2 separate regions of the Hordeum vulgare genome follow, and region 2 is linked to region 1. The links are chromatin contacts, called in public Hi-C maps. All regions are on one chromosome and are shown on one strand. The core of a region is the stretch at or near the end of the contact, and the rest is flanking DNA. Distances in the headings are between cores, read along the strand shown.

Region 1 (6,787 bases), core at 2,879-5,378:
AAGAATTTTGCACGCGCTTGGCTGAAAAATGCCAGTATCGGCTGTGATGCGCCTCTGCGAGCACCCGGCCTGACTTTCATCAGAGCAGATGGTTTTTTTTCTCTTAATGTTCGCTCAACGCCGCTTCTTCCAGCTGGTGGATTTCTTGTCACCTGAGAGTTTTCTTGGAAGGTTCAAGAGGGAATTTACCCGTGTCACGCCTTCGAGCGCAGACCATTCCTCCTCCTCGTTTGTGGATATGCAGTCAGCCAGGCTGCGGGCAGACCCGCACCTTTCAGGTTCCTTTGATACAGGAGGTTCGTCCACCGGCATAATCTCATCGACATTTCTTAGCGTCGATGAGTGTTCCAATGTGGGCTCAGGGATATGCTCTTCCCTGGAGATGTGTTCATTTACATCTGCAACGTCTTCATTGATTTTATGGCCAGAATCTGAGATCAAAGCATCCTTGGCAGGTTCTGCTTTTTCATTCTTGGCTTCACTCTCTTCAACCAAGTTAGGTGACTTCTCATGGTCTAAGAACAGGCACACAGCAGCGCAGTCATCACTCTTGGATGTTGGGAACTTCAATCTCCAAGATCTGACAGCACAATCAACGAGAGCCCTGGAAGCAGTTGCTCGAGATGGAGCTGCAGCTACAATATCAATAGCTTCCTTGTTTGAAAGAACGTCCCAAACCTACAGCAATTAAGATTTTTTTCTGAATATAACATATAACAGGACTGGAGATGGTGAAAGGATGTAAAAGCTTTATGCCTGAACATATGAAATTTCTAATTTGAAGGACCATTGTTAGCAAAATGCTAAGAAGCATACCCCATCAGTGGCTAGTATTATAAACTCATCCTTTTCAGTAAGACGGCGATATGATATCTGTGGAACAGATATTAAGCCATAATCTTTAAGGCAGAAGTCTCCAAAAGCTCTTGCCATTGCCAATCCAGGAGAATCATTATTCGGCAACCATACCCTTGAAACTTCTGGCTCATCTTGAAGAGCAAAAACCCTTCCTCTGCATTGCTGGATCCTCTCAGCTTCCTCTGTAGAAAAAGAAATGAAGAATGATTATTCAAAGAACAAAAGAAAGTGATCAATCTGGAGAAGTAGCAATAGCCACAACATGAAATGAATCAATGATAGTTCGATCAAGGCATTTATGGGGGAAATGGGAAGAGAACATAACCACACAAAAATACTGATTTTTTTTTTTGAAATACTAAGGGAGAGAAATGAACATACTAGGAAGGTTAGGCTTCAAATCAACAGTGAGTTGTACAGCTGTTAGATTGTTGGCGGCATCCCGTGTCGCCATTACTGCTCTCGAGTCCCCAAGATTTCCAACTACAAGATCCCATCCCTGGAGAATAAGCCATGTCCAGTTCATCCACCAATTTTATTTTATTTTTGCATTCAATCAAAATTATACTCCACCACTTGTTTTAAAAAGCTTCAACCAGTAATTTATATACGAATAATAAGGCATGTCTAGAAGTATCAATCACCTGTTTTACCAATGTGACTGCCGTACTACCACTGCAAAAGCAATCGATCGTAGGATGCATCTTGAGCTCCTTGTCCATCAATTTGAAAGCCTTCAAATAAGACTGTTTAAGTGGAAGGAATGTCTCAGGAAGTGTATCACTCCCTTCAACATCAGCAGACTCACCCCAGTCATCATCAACAGCGGATGTTGTTTCTTCGGAGTTCAAACTTCCGGAAATGCTTCCGTTTAGATGAGGACTAGTGCCCCCATTAGCACTAGTTTTCCATTGTGCGAGTAACTTAACAGGAAGAGAATCTCTAACTTTTTTGGCGACAAAATGACCATATGGACCATGGCCATCAAACACGCCACAGAAGATACTATCACTTGAATTGAAATTCTGCAGTGAAAGCAAGGGAATATCACATAGCTGTCAAGTAATACAATTTACTGCAATATAAGTGTCTGCTTTTCCCTCGGTATCAAGTGATCTAATCAGCTAGTAGTGACTACTGTTATTTCTTACAAGTAAATGCAGCCATGCCCTTACTATTTCACAAAAAGTATCAAAGAGATGGGGCTGAGCCACATTAAACTGTATTGATGAAATCTTACTCGTCTTTTATGCTCATATTTTCACCAAGAAATATTAAGAATATGGTAGAGCGAGCGAGTGACTTCACTGGCATAAAGGATGTCGAGGAGACAAAATGTAGGAAAATTTACCCACTAACGGAATCAGATAATAATACTTCAAATAGTACCTAAGAAACCAGGGCAAAACTCCGTAGCTAGTCGAGGTTAACTCATGGAGCATTATACCATGTGACTAAATAAATTCAGTAGGCTTGTTTCGTAACCACTGGAATGAAGATCTGTAATTTCTGAGATATTACTACATTAAGAAAGTTCTATTACTCACAGTGAAATATGGAAACACGATAAAAATGTAGCTGTCAGTATAACTTAGAAGTACATCTCAAAGAAAGGATGGATATGAGAAAAGACTGTCAAGGACAAGGAATAAAAAGCGGTCGATACAACTAAAGGCGGATTCAATTTCTCTACAAAAAGAAAAGGCTGATTCAATTCAATTCCAACAGAAACACTAAAAATTTGTCAAGGAAGTACCCCCCCGCTCCAATAAAGGAGGTGGTACCTTTTTGCTTTGAATATTAGCAATCAAAAGCACTATTCTGAGAATCTACAGGCATAAACTCTCTTTGCTGTCATCTTAAGTATGACCCTTCATGCATCTTACAAATGATTCTTAGATACTTACATGCATTTTAGCTACTACTAGTTCTCAAGAAATGAAAAATAACAATCCATATTGCACTTCTCTTCAGTTGAACTCCATTTTTTTTTAGGAACAATAATCTTTTCTGAGGAATTAATAAAAAAATTGAGGGGTGTTGAACTCCAGTTGTTATCACAGCCTACTGCTTAAAGAAAGGGGAGTACTTAAGCTGAACTGGCTAATTGAAGGGGATGGACCCTAGATAGAGCAAGCCAGCTATCAATCGCCACAGCCAGTCACTTGGCCCCCCCAATCACATCCATGTTAAGAAAGGAACAAGAACATAGCATTCTTTACATCGAGGAAGAGAACAAAACAAAGAAAGGTACAAACATCTGCCAAGGATCTTGCTTGCACCATGCACAAAGTCTCGAATCAAGCCAAAGGCAAGAACAGTGATTCAATATCACAGCTAGTTCATGTCCCATCTACCGGAGAACACTTTGGTGAAACCGTTAAGAGCACATAGATTTTTTTTTAGCAAACTACTTCTCTTATTGATGCCCAAACAATCTATAAAGCCGAGTCCTAGCATTTGAAACCAGATTAAGAAATGCCCCAACTCCGACCCCACTGGAAATCCAAACTGATAACTATTCTGAAGCAAAATCCCTCTCATTTTCGAACCAAAGACTCCACTGGATGAAGACGCATCTCCCCTTGATTCAAACAACATTGAAATCCAAATCGACCAGCAATCCAGGCGCAAACCAAGTGATTGGCACGAAGCGTTCAAGGAAGACTTCCGAAGGAGAGTAAACGCGAGCAGTTGACTTAGAGAGGCGGCGCTTTGAACCAAGAATACGCCCCTGGACCGAGCGCCGCCGCCGCCGATCGGGACTCCGAACCCACCGGAACAAACCACCAAGCAAGGGGGGGAAAGGCGGTTGCTAGGCGCTGGCAGCTTACCTCCCAAACGACCATGGCGTCCTGGTTGGTGCCCTTCCGCCCCTGCTGCGTGTGGAGGCACGCCGCGGCGCTCGCTCCGTTGGCGCACGTCCTCCCGGCAACCCGCGCGAGCTCCTCCTCGGTCATCTCCCCCTCGCCGGGGAGCTTCTTGCCGCCTCCGCCGCCGGAGAAGAAGGCGCCGCCGGCGGCCGCGCCCTCATGCTCGCCCCGGGGCCTCTTGCGCCACCGCAGCGGCCACGCCGGCTCGTCGCCGGGCTGGGTGGAGAGGCAGGAGCCCATGGCGGCCAATGGGAGCGGGGCAACACGGCGGAGCACAGGGTCGGGTGCGGCAGTAACTGCTGCGCGGCGCGGCGCGGCGCTAATGCTCTGGTGGTTGTAGGGTTTTGATGCCTGATGTTTCCTCGTCTTGTAGGCTCGAGCTTCCCTTTTTGCATCATTTGGTTTGTGTGGCCTTGTTACTGCTTGGAGATTAGGGCTAAAAAAAAGGTTAACAATGTTGTTTTTTTATGGGTGGGGTTAGGTTGGGAGTAGTACAAGTGATTATGTTTAGCATGTAGGAGCCATGGTGTTGCACCTTTTGGGTGAAGGAATCCTAGGATGGGGAAAATTTTACTCCCAAGATAAAATCATCTCCAAGTTATCTTAAATATTTCTTCTAGGCACCTATAGTGATGTGTCTCTGTGTCAATGAATATATATTTTTTGTTTAATGATATGTATGTCAATGAAAATTATTGGGCTGGTTTTGTGTGATAATTTTTCGGAAATTACATAATTTTTGCATCCATTAAAAAATAATTAGAAAAAAGTCGAGCAAAAGCCGGACTATTCAATTAATTATAAAAAAAGAACGAAAAACCATCATAATTGTTGAGCGCACACATAACATACCCCCAAACACCACTTCAAAGAGGGCCTCGCCGAGGCTTGTTCATCACTCTGTCCCTGAAAGGCATCGTCACCATCCCTAAACTCCGAACAAACTACTTCGACTTCATCGAATTGTCAACTCAACCCACATTATAGAAGTCGTGTGAAGCTATAGGAATAACCTCGCCAAAACAAAAACTTGTTAAGAAACTGAGGATGTAGAAAATGTAGGTTTCCAAGTTGGAATTGGATGAGAACTAGGCTGTAGCCTAGTGGCAAGGGAGCGCAGTGGCGTCTCCAGCAACCAGGGTTCGATCCACGTCGGGGACGAATTTCTGGTTTCTCATGAGGGATGCTTCTTCTATATCAATAAAACCATGGGTGCTAGTGCCCATGGAGTTTCATTTTTTCAAGTTGGAATTGGATATATTTTTCGAAAAGGAAGATAACCCCAAGTTGGAATTGGATGTACATGATGGTAAATGAAGAAGAGAAAACTGTGAAGAGCAAATCCAAGTACTGATAGCATTGACACCATGGTAAGGAAGAGCAAATCCAAGTACTGTTGCCGGTATTGGCACACACTATGGATCGAAGCAAGGGCCAAGGGCACAACAAGAAGCAAGCATGTGGGTCTGTCTTCCCAGCACATTGATGGGCACAACGGTACAAAAAGCGCATATGTTTTGTATTTGCAAGGGCCAAAAGAATCTTAAAAATCGATGTGCCATATAAACAAACAGTTTATATTAAGCAGATCCATTTGACAGCGCTTGCTTCCAACACCCCACATGATATACGTGTCCGGGTGTCCCTTCCGCAGATCAGCGATGTGTGCTCTTGCCGGATCAGAAGAAGAAGAAGCGGTACAGATTTCCATCTCCTGGTCAATTCATTGATTTTCTTTTTGAGTGGTTACATTGAGCCGCTGACTACCGGAGATAGCAAGCATCAGTGAAATCTGGTCGTCGTTTCAGACTTCTTTTTCGGTCAGTCCCTTCCAAAGGAAAAGAGAGGCGCTTTTCATTTTTCATCAAGGAGAGGCCGACCTTTTGGTTTTGGCATGTCTTTTCTTGGGTTTCTAGATTGTGATCTTCCCCACAACTATGCACATAGGGACTTGTCTTTTGGCATGAGCCTTTTTGTCTGCACTGGAAGAGGAGATTAGGCTGCTCTCTGTCATCGTTAGCGGGGAATTGGGTCGGCCTGAGTGTCTCTGTCGCTGAGCTTTTGCTTACATGCACAGTGATGCTATGGCAAATTGGCAACCACAGTTGGGTTGACAGCGACACTGCTGTGTACTGTATATCCATGGGTATACCGACGGCTCCTTTCTCTATTTTATGTGAAGACAACTATTTGTATCTTTTAATTGTATTTGCTCTCCTGATGGAGAGGTTGAACCGAAGCCAAGTCAATGGGGGCAGCAGCAAAGTGATGGTACTACTAATCTTGGTCAGAAAAGCGATGCGTGGAAGGAAGCCTGGGGGCGCGTCCAACGTTCAGATAAGCTTTCAGACCTGGACGGTCAAGTAGAGGAATTAAGTATTGATTGGTGGGTTGAGTTGTCAATGCACCACTAGTGATGAGTTTTAATATAGCATCTACTATACTCTTCGCAGCTCGAGCAGTATAATAGTGGTAGCAGCAATCAACCGTACAGAAATCAGAGAATAGTATGTTATTGTTGGCCAAGAAAGATAGAAGAAGATACTCCCGTCCTCACAGAGCTTAACTAGTAACCGAACGGCGGATGTGCGGTTAGAAGAAGAGATGAGAGGAGAAGGTAGTTGGAGCTTGGAGGCAAAACACATTGGCTTTGGACGCGTTTGTTACCTGCATTACCTTCAACCAGATCCACCGGAATAAATCAGCCATCTGGTTGCGTGGCTCGCATATTGGGCCGCATGAATCTTAAAACAGCCTTCAGTCAGGTCCGTTAGGAACAGCGAATCGACAGTCTTCAACGAGCCGGGCTGAAATGATGCAGGGGAGGGAAACGTCGCGCTGCGCACCTGTGGGCAGTAAGATGACGGGAGCGATGGCGCGTCTCTAAAAAAGCGGCGAGACGAATTCGCGTCACCGCTCGCCGATTCGCGGTAGCTCTATATAGCGAGGGTGGCCGGCGCGCTAAAACTCCCGCCATCATTCCCTCCCCATCCCTCTCGAGCTTTCACTCCAGCCTGGATCCGCCTCGACGACGAGGTAAGCGTTGCGACTACTCT
Region 2 (6,787 bases), core at 2,244-4,743, 730 kb after region 1:
GTGGCTAGGGTAGAGACATCCCACGTCAAACGTGTGATCTGAAATTGAAAAATGGTGAAAGAAGAAGATGACGTGAGGGAGGAATCAAACTGTTATTGGCTGCTAGATCAGAGTAAAATGCAGCTTTGCCCCCTGAATTCGCTAGCTAGGTCTATAACAGCCCTCGAACTTAAGAAGTGTATCAATACGGTCCCAATACTTATTAATATGGTGTCTATATAGTCCTTAACTTGTTGCACCGGTCCTGACATACGGCCGCACATACAGCAGCGTACCGGGTGTGCCGCATCAGGGATCTCCGGCTGGTTGTAACGTACACGACTACTAATGAACCATCACATCAATTAAGCCACGACAGTCTGCTCGTAGTTTGCTAGCTTGAATAAAAATATAACTGTAATATGGAATGTATTGAAGAAAAATATATCTTACATATTAATATTGAGTATTTCTTATTTTGCACGAACTATGGAGTATATCTATAAAAATCGAAAATCCAGCCGAGGAGATGGAGTTTGAAACCCCTCTCGCTCCTCGCGACGCTCCGGGCGACCAGGGCCCTTCCCCGCCACCGTCCCTCTCCGACGCCTTGACCGGGATCCCTGTCGATGCCCCGTCCGCAGCTCCTGCCACCCTCCCTCCCCCTCGTCCCTCTCCTCACCGTTTCCCTTCTCGTGGGCGGATCTGATGGAGGAGGACGACTAGGCGGGGGAGGACACCTTGGAGGCGCTGCCCCTGTGATAGCCTGGCTTATTACGGATGATAGACTACTCATATCAATAAGGAATTCCTTCTTTTCTGGGAGCCCAGTCGAACAGATCTCCCAGGTTAAGCGTGCTTGGCTTGGAGTAGTTTTAGGATGGGTGACCGACCGGGAAGTTGATCTCGGGTGCGCACGAGCGAGGACAAAATGCGCAGAAAAGACTAGTACTGTGTCCCGACGAGGACGTTGGTTCCTCTGAGTGGTGGTGTATGTGATAGCCTGGCTTATTACGGATGATAGACTACTCATATCAATAAGGAATTCCTTCTTTTTCGGGAGCCCATTCGAACAGAACTCCGAGGTTAAGCGTGCTTGGCTTGGAGTAGTTCTACGATGGGTGACCGACCGAGAAGTTGATCTCAGGTGCGCATGAGTGAGGACAAAGTGCGTAGAAAAGACTAGTATTGATATGTGGGGCCAGTCTAGATCTCGCCAGGAGTAACAACCGCCGGGGGTGTGTCCGGGGGATTACAGCCCCGGTCTTCGGCGGCTCCCCCGGTTGTCTCGCGTTGCCGTCGCCGCCGCTGGCTCTTACGGTGCTTCCAGGGGTGGGAGTGCCTCTCGGCTGGTGCGGTCGGCCGCCCGAGCTTGACGCGGTAGCGCCCCGGACGCCAAGCCCAAGCCTTTGTCGCGCTCGCATTGTGGTCGCCAGCTACAGGGCTGGGGTGTACCGGGCCATTGCCCCGTCGATTGCCCCAGAAGCCCTCACTGATGTGTGGGGCATTAGATTACTACTAAAAATCAGAATCTTAGGCATTACAGCCCCGGTCTTCGGCGGCTCCCCCGGTCGTCTCGCGTTGCCGTCGCCGCCGCTGGCTCTTACGGTGCTTCCAGGGTGGGAGTGCCTCTCAGCTGGTGCGGTCGGCCCCCCGAGCTTGACGCGGTAGCACCCCGCACGACAAGCCCAAGCCTTTGCCGCGCTCGCGTTGTGGTCGCCAGCTACAGGGCTGGGGTGTAGCGGGCCATCGCCCCGTCGATTGCCTCGGAAGCCCTCACTGATGTGTGGGGCATTAGATTACTACTAAAAATCAGAATCTTCTTGTGGCAATGGATCCGGGGCCGGGTACGCCTCTGGGGTGGAGGTGCTCAAACGCAATGGCCCTGGAGATGGGATCTTTCCTCAGTGCGACGTGGTGGAGGACTCCAATCACATCTTCTTCACTTGCGCACTCCTCAATTCCTCTGGAGTTGCTTTCACGACACCGTTATTGGGTTTGGGTGTGGGTGTGTTTGTTTCTTGAGGCTTGTTGAGTTGTGCCCTCACCAAAACCCTTTGGTGGTGTTTTGTGATATTTATGTGTGTGCGTGTGTGTGTGCTGAACGTGTATCATATGTTGTGATCTGGCGATTTTCTTTATTTATAAAGCTAGACAAAAGCCTTTTTCGGTATCTATAAAAAGCAGTATGGAGTATATCTAAAAAAATAGTATGGAGTATAACAGAAAAGTACACTATGAAGTATTCCCTCAATTCTTAAATATAAGTCTTTTAAGAGATTTCATTATGAACTACATACGGATGTATATAGACATAATTTAGAGTATAGATTTACTTATTTTACTTTATTTTTTAATTTTCAATGAAATCTCTTAAAAGACTTATATTTAAAAACGAAAGGAGTACATGGTACTACATTTTCGTTCGTATAACATGTGATTTCGATCAAGCGGTCGTCGCCTCAACGTCGTTCTTCAATAAGCGGTGGAGCACTAGAACGTGCTACTAATATACTTCATGCATTCGTGGTGAGGACTTGCTACAAACCGAAGATACGGAAGACAACGCCGATGTCGGTTGCTGCATGTGTTGTTTCACTGTCTCGCTGGTGGCAAAGAATATTTAGGATGACGCCGGTCCGTTGACGCTCGCCGGTGATGAAGGACTTAGATTGAAAGCATAGATAATAAAGACTGCACCTTTATTTGAACAAGAACCATCATGATTTCCTTCCACACTTTGCACTCTCTTAATCTTTCTCGCGCCAACAGGTGGGACCTTAATAAATGTTGACGTGTCACGCTCGGTACGTAGTAGTAGTATACGTGAATAGTATGTGTGACCATATGTCAGGACTGGCATAACAAGTTTGAGGACCGTATTGACACATATTAACAAGTACTGGAATTGTACTGATACATTTTCTGAGTTTGAGGACCGTTTTGGACCTAGCCAACAAGTTTGGGGGCAATGACCCTGTTTGGATGCTAGGGTTAGAGTTAGAGTTGGTTAGATTGAACTCATCTAACTCTCAAAAATCCAAACAGGTGGGTTAGAGTTGGTTAGATGGATCTAACCCATCCAAAAAATCTAACCCACCCAAGAGGTGCTTTTTTGGGTTAGAGTTAGATGAGGTCCAGAAAAAGTTACTTTTCTCTCTCCCTCCGCCACACAAAATTTTAGATGAATGAGCCAAATGATTGAAAAAATGCATTTATTAACAATCTAACCCTTTCATCCAATTACCTTTTTGATTAGAGTTAGTTCAGTGTTAGTCTAGAGGTAAAATCTAACCTCTAACCAAGTTAGAGTATTAAAACAGGTCCAATGCATTTTACTCGCTGGATCGCACAGCTGCGCAACGATCGGCCCAAATTTAGGGCCGGCGCGTCCGCGCCTATCAGCCCCCTTTTCATAAAATAAAGAAGCGGAAAACCAGGGAAACAGTGAAGGAAAGCAGTTGTTGCTGGTGACAGCAGTAAACGTCGCTCCTATTTCCACATGACACAAAATGGGGGCAAAGCACCAGCGCGGCGGAAACAGTACCGCGGCACAGACTGCGCCATCAACACCAGTCCATCTCGCCCCCAGCCCTGGAGGCTCCTCCACTCGCCTTTCCCCTCCCCTCTCCTCCGCCGCCTCCTCTCCCTCGGCGCAGCGTCACCCCCTCGATCCCCCGCTTCGCCGGCCAGTTCGCCGTCTCCTGCCGCGATTCCGCGCGGTGGGGCGGCCGATCCGACCGGGCCCGGTTCGCTGGGTGTGGGCACGTAGCTCGCTCGGATTTGCGGGGAGGATCGGCGGGGGGATCGCACGGTGGGCAGGTTGGTGGCTTGTTTGCTTCGATTATTGCTAAATTGTGCGTGTGACTTCGTGGTGGCCGTGTGGGGGCGCTTGTGCTTCCCGGAATCGCATGCGGTGCATGCGTGTCTCGGGGCTTCAGTTTGTGCTTCAGTTCGTGTAATGTGCGATCCGGTTTTAGGAGGTCCGAATTTTAGGTCGTTTTTTTTTTAGATTTTTCGCTGATGGGATTTGTCTACTGTCTATGTGACTGTATAAGTTAGGCCAACAGAAACAAAAATGTTAGAGAAGATGTCACTGTATAAGTTAGGCCAACAGAAACAAAAATGTTAGAGAAGATGTGATACGTTTTACTGTCTGCAAGAGAAGGGCTAGAAGGAATGATTTATCCAATATGTTGTGTTGTTCATACTTCTGGCATATACAATACAGTAATGCAGGCTTTTATATTTCAGTGGTTTTAGTTCAGCATGCATCATTTTCTGTATGCCAACTCATGAACAGTGTTTTCCAAGTTGAACTATTGGTTAATCTTGGGTGCTATCTTGCTGATATGTGCTTGTTTGCTCCTTTTTTTTCAGAGGGGTCTTCTACTGGATAGTGTGGTATTGTGCTGAAATCACCGTGGACTCTCTTCTGTGATTGTCTCTGATACTGATTGACATATTGGGCCTCTTCTTCATCAATGGGCATTGTGAAGGTTGCAAGTGGTGTGCCTATAGCGAAGAGTGGTTACAGCCGTGAAAATGAGGACCTTACGCAAGAGGAGAGATTACTCCTTGAGAGCTTTCCTAGTCGTGAATCTACTGATGAGTGCGAACATGCGGAGGTCGATTGTGAGCTTGCAATATATGGAGGCAAGCTGTGCAATGTGCCTTATGGGCTTTATGATCTGCCTGAGTTAAAGGACTTACTGTCTCTGGAGACGTGGAACTCATGTCTAACGGAAGACGATAGATTCCGTCTAGCAGCGTACCTCCCGGACATGGACCAACATGACTTGTTTACAACAATGACTGAGCTCTTCAGTGGCAGTGCTATGTTCTTTGGGAGTCCACTTAGAGGTTTTTTTGACAGATTGAACGGTGGATTTTATTCTCCAGAAGTTTCTCGGGCAAGAGAATTACTGATGAACTTTCAGAGACGAAGGTATTATCATTTTCTGAAGTTGTATCATGATGGCATTGTTTGGAAGTTTGCATGCATGGACAAGCTGTGGAGAAGAAGTGTTGCGGATACTAGTCTCAAGGAGAAGATTCACATTTGGCACAACTGGATGCAAGAGAAGCTTCTCACAATTGCAGATCCAAACAGTTCTCCTTTGAGACTATCAAATATTGGTGAGGCTCAAGCTGCCAGTTTTGCACCATTGAAGCGAGCTAAACTTATGGAAGGGACATCAAGTACCAATTGGTCAGCCGAATACAAGGAGATAGTCCATGGAGGAAAACCAGTGGAAATTAGCTCATCAAATAGTCACATTTTTCACCTTCAAGATAAGTCTGGTAAAAAATGTAGCAAAACACCAAAAGTTGTGCTTAAAACAAATGCCGACAGTGATTCCATTGCTGATGGCAATGCAGGAATACATCATACACCAGGACTGATCCCACTCACGCAGCTGGGAGTGCAGGTCTCCACCTTTTCTCCTTATCCTTTTTCACAGCATGTACATAATTTTGCTGTGAATTCATCTTATCCTTTATACATAAACACAAGGAGAAGTTGTTTAGGCAGTTCAAGCTCAAAAGCCTGGCAGTCAGAGGGTGCACTAGAAACTTACCCTATCTTGGTCAAAGGTCCATTTGGAGTCCAGCATGCTGTTTTAGAGGATCTCAAAACAGGCAACCATTCTGCAGCGTTAAGTGGGTATCAGTCAGCAGCTAAACCTATCACAGTATATTCAGATGAAGGAAACGACACAAGAGAATCTTTCCATGAGAAGAACCTTTTGAAGAACTTTGGCCGGCTGGGTGCCATGGTTCCTGAAAGTTCTCCTGGTCTGTATATGAGAACCGCCATTGGCAATGAAATGAACGGATTGACGAAAGTCCCCAACCCAGGAAATCCTGACATTATTTCTGAGATGCTGACCCTTGGTGCAAGTGCAAACCCACCTTATAACTTCCCGATGAAGTCTGAAACCATGCACATACAGCATCATGATGGACTGAAGACGAAGGCACCTCCTTTGATGAACCCTGCTAGAAGAGTTGAAGGACATAGGTTCCCTTACACATACACAAGGAGGAAGCCGCACAGGGGGGTTGACCTCATGGATCCTGTTGAGACGCCGACCATGGTGGGTTCAGAGACAGCGAGTGGGCTGGCTAGCATGGCAAATGTAAAGGCGAAGGGCATCAAACTTTGAAGTTTGCAAGCAACAAACAAGGATATCTGATTATAGAGATGGGAGTTGGCTTAGCATCTAGCTAACATGGTAAATAAGGGTAATGTTTTGCTTCCTGCTGCGAAGTCGAATAGGCTGAAGCCTCCCTTTGTTATGGTATCATGCAGTTGCTCAATAGGACAAGTAGATAGCAATCCTGTTAGATCAAATATGCAAAGCAGTCGAGTCTCACACCTAATTATTTTCCAAGGACACTTTGCTGCAATTATATATTACCTTGGTCCGAAATTACTAACGTATCTAGGTACATTTGTATCTAGACAAATCTAAGACAACTAATTCAGGACAGAAGGAGTACATTCTTATAGGCTCCAGTTTTCTCTGTTATATTTATCTACTTCTGAATTCTGATGTAGTATTATCTCTATTCTCAACTTTCATTCCGTTCAGTCAACACAGTCTCTAATACTACCTCTGTCTGGAATTGCTTGTTGCTCAAATATATGTATCTAGCACTATGACGGGGAGAGTATTACCTCCGTCAACTAGTTGTCTCAGACTTGTCTATATACGGATATATCTAGACATATTTTAGTGTTAGATCTAGACAAATCTAGGTCAACTAATTTGGCGGAGGGAGTATATGTTAACCATTTATA

Evidence for each region. A called contact is a pair of places that touch in the nucleus more often than the background predicts.
Region 2: a Hi-C map of seedling shows a contact between it and region 1, with 4 times the contacts expected there. The contact joins the promoter of LOC123409854 here to the promoter of LOC123408703 in region 1. A contact is called at or near these places in 3 of 6 Hi-C or Micro-C datasets (leaf and seedling).

What each region holds. Positions count from the first base shown.
Region 1 is chr7H:164,747,112-164,753,898 of MorexV3_pseudomolecules_assembly, forward strand. It overlaps LOC123408703 (probable protein phosphatase 2C 66), which reads right to left and starts at 4,129. Exons shown (of 5, transcript XM_045101757.1): 1 at 3,693-4,129; 2 at 1,503-1,883; 3 at 1,240-1,357; 4 at 817-1,040; 5 at 1-678. The coding sequence starts at 3,971. The coding sequence ends at 115.
Region 2 is chr7H:165,477,408-165,484,194 of MorexV3_pseudomolecules_assembly, forward strand. LOC123409854 reads left to right here and starts at 3,494. Exons shown (of 2, transcript XM_045102724.1): 1 at 3,494-3,801; 2 at 4,360-6,515. The coding sequence starts at 4,464. The coding sequence ends at 6,149.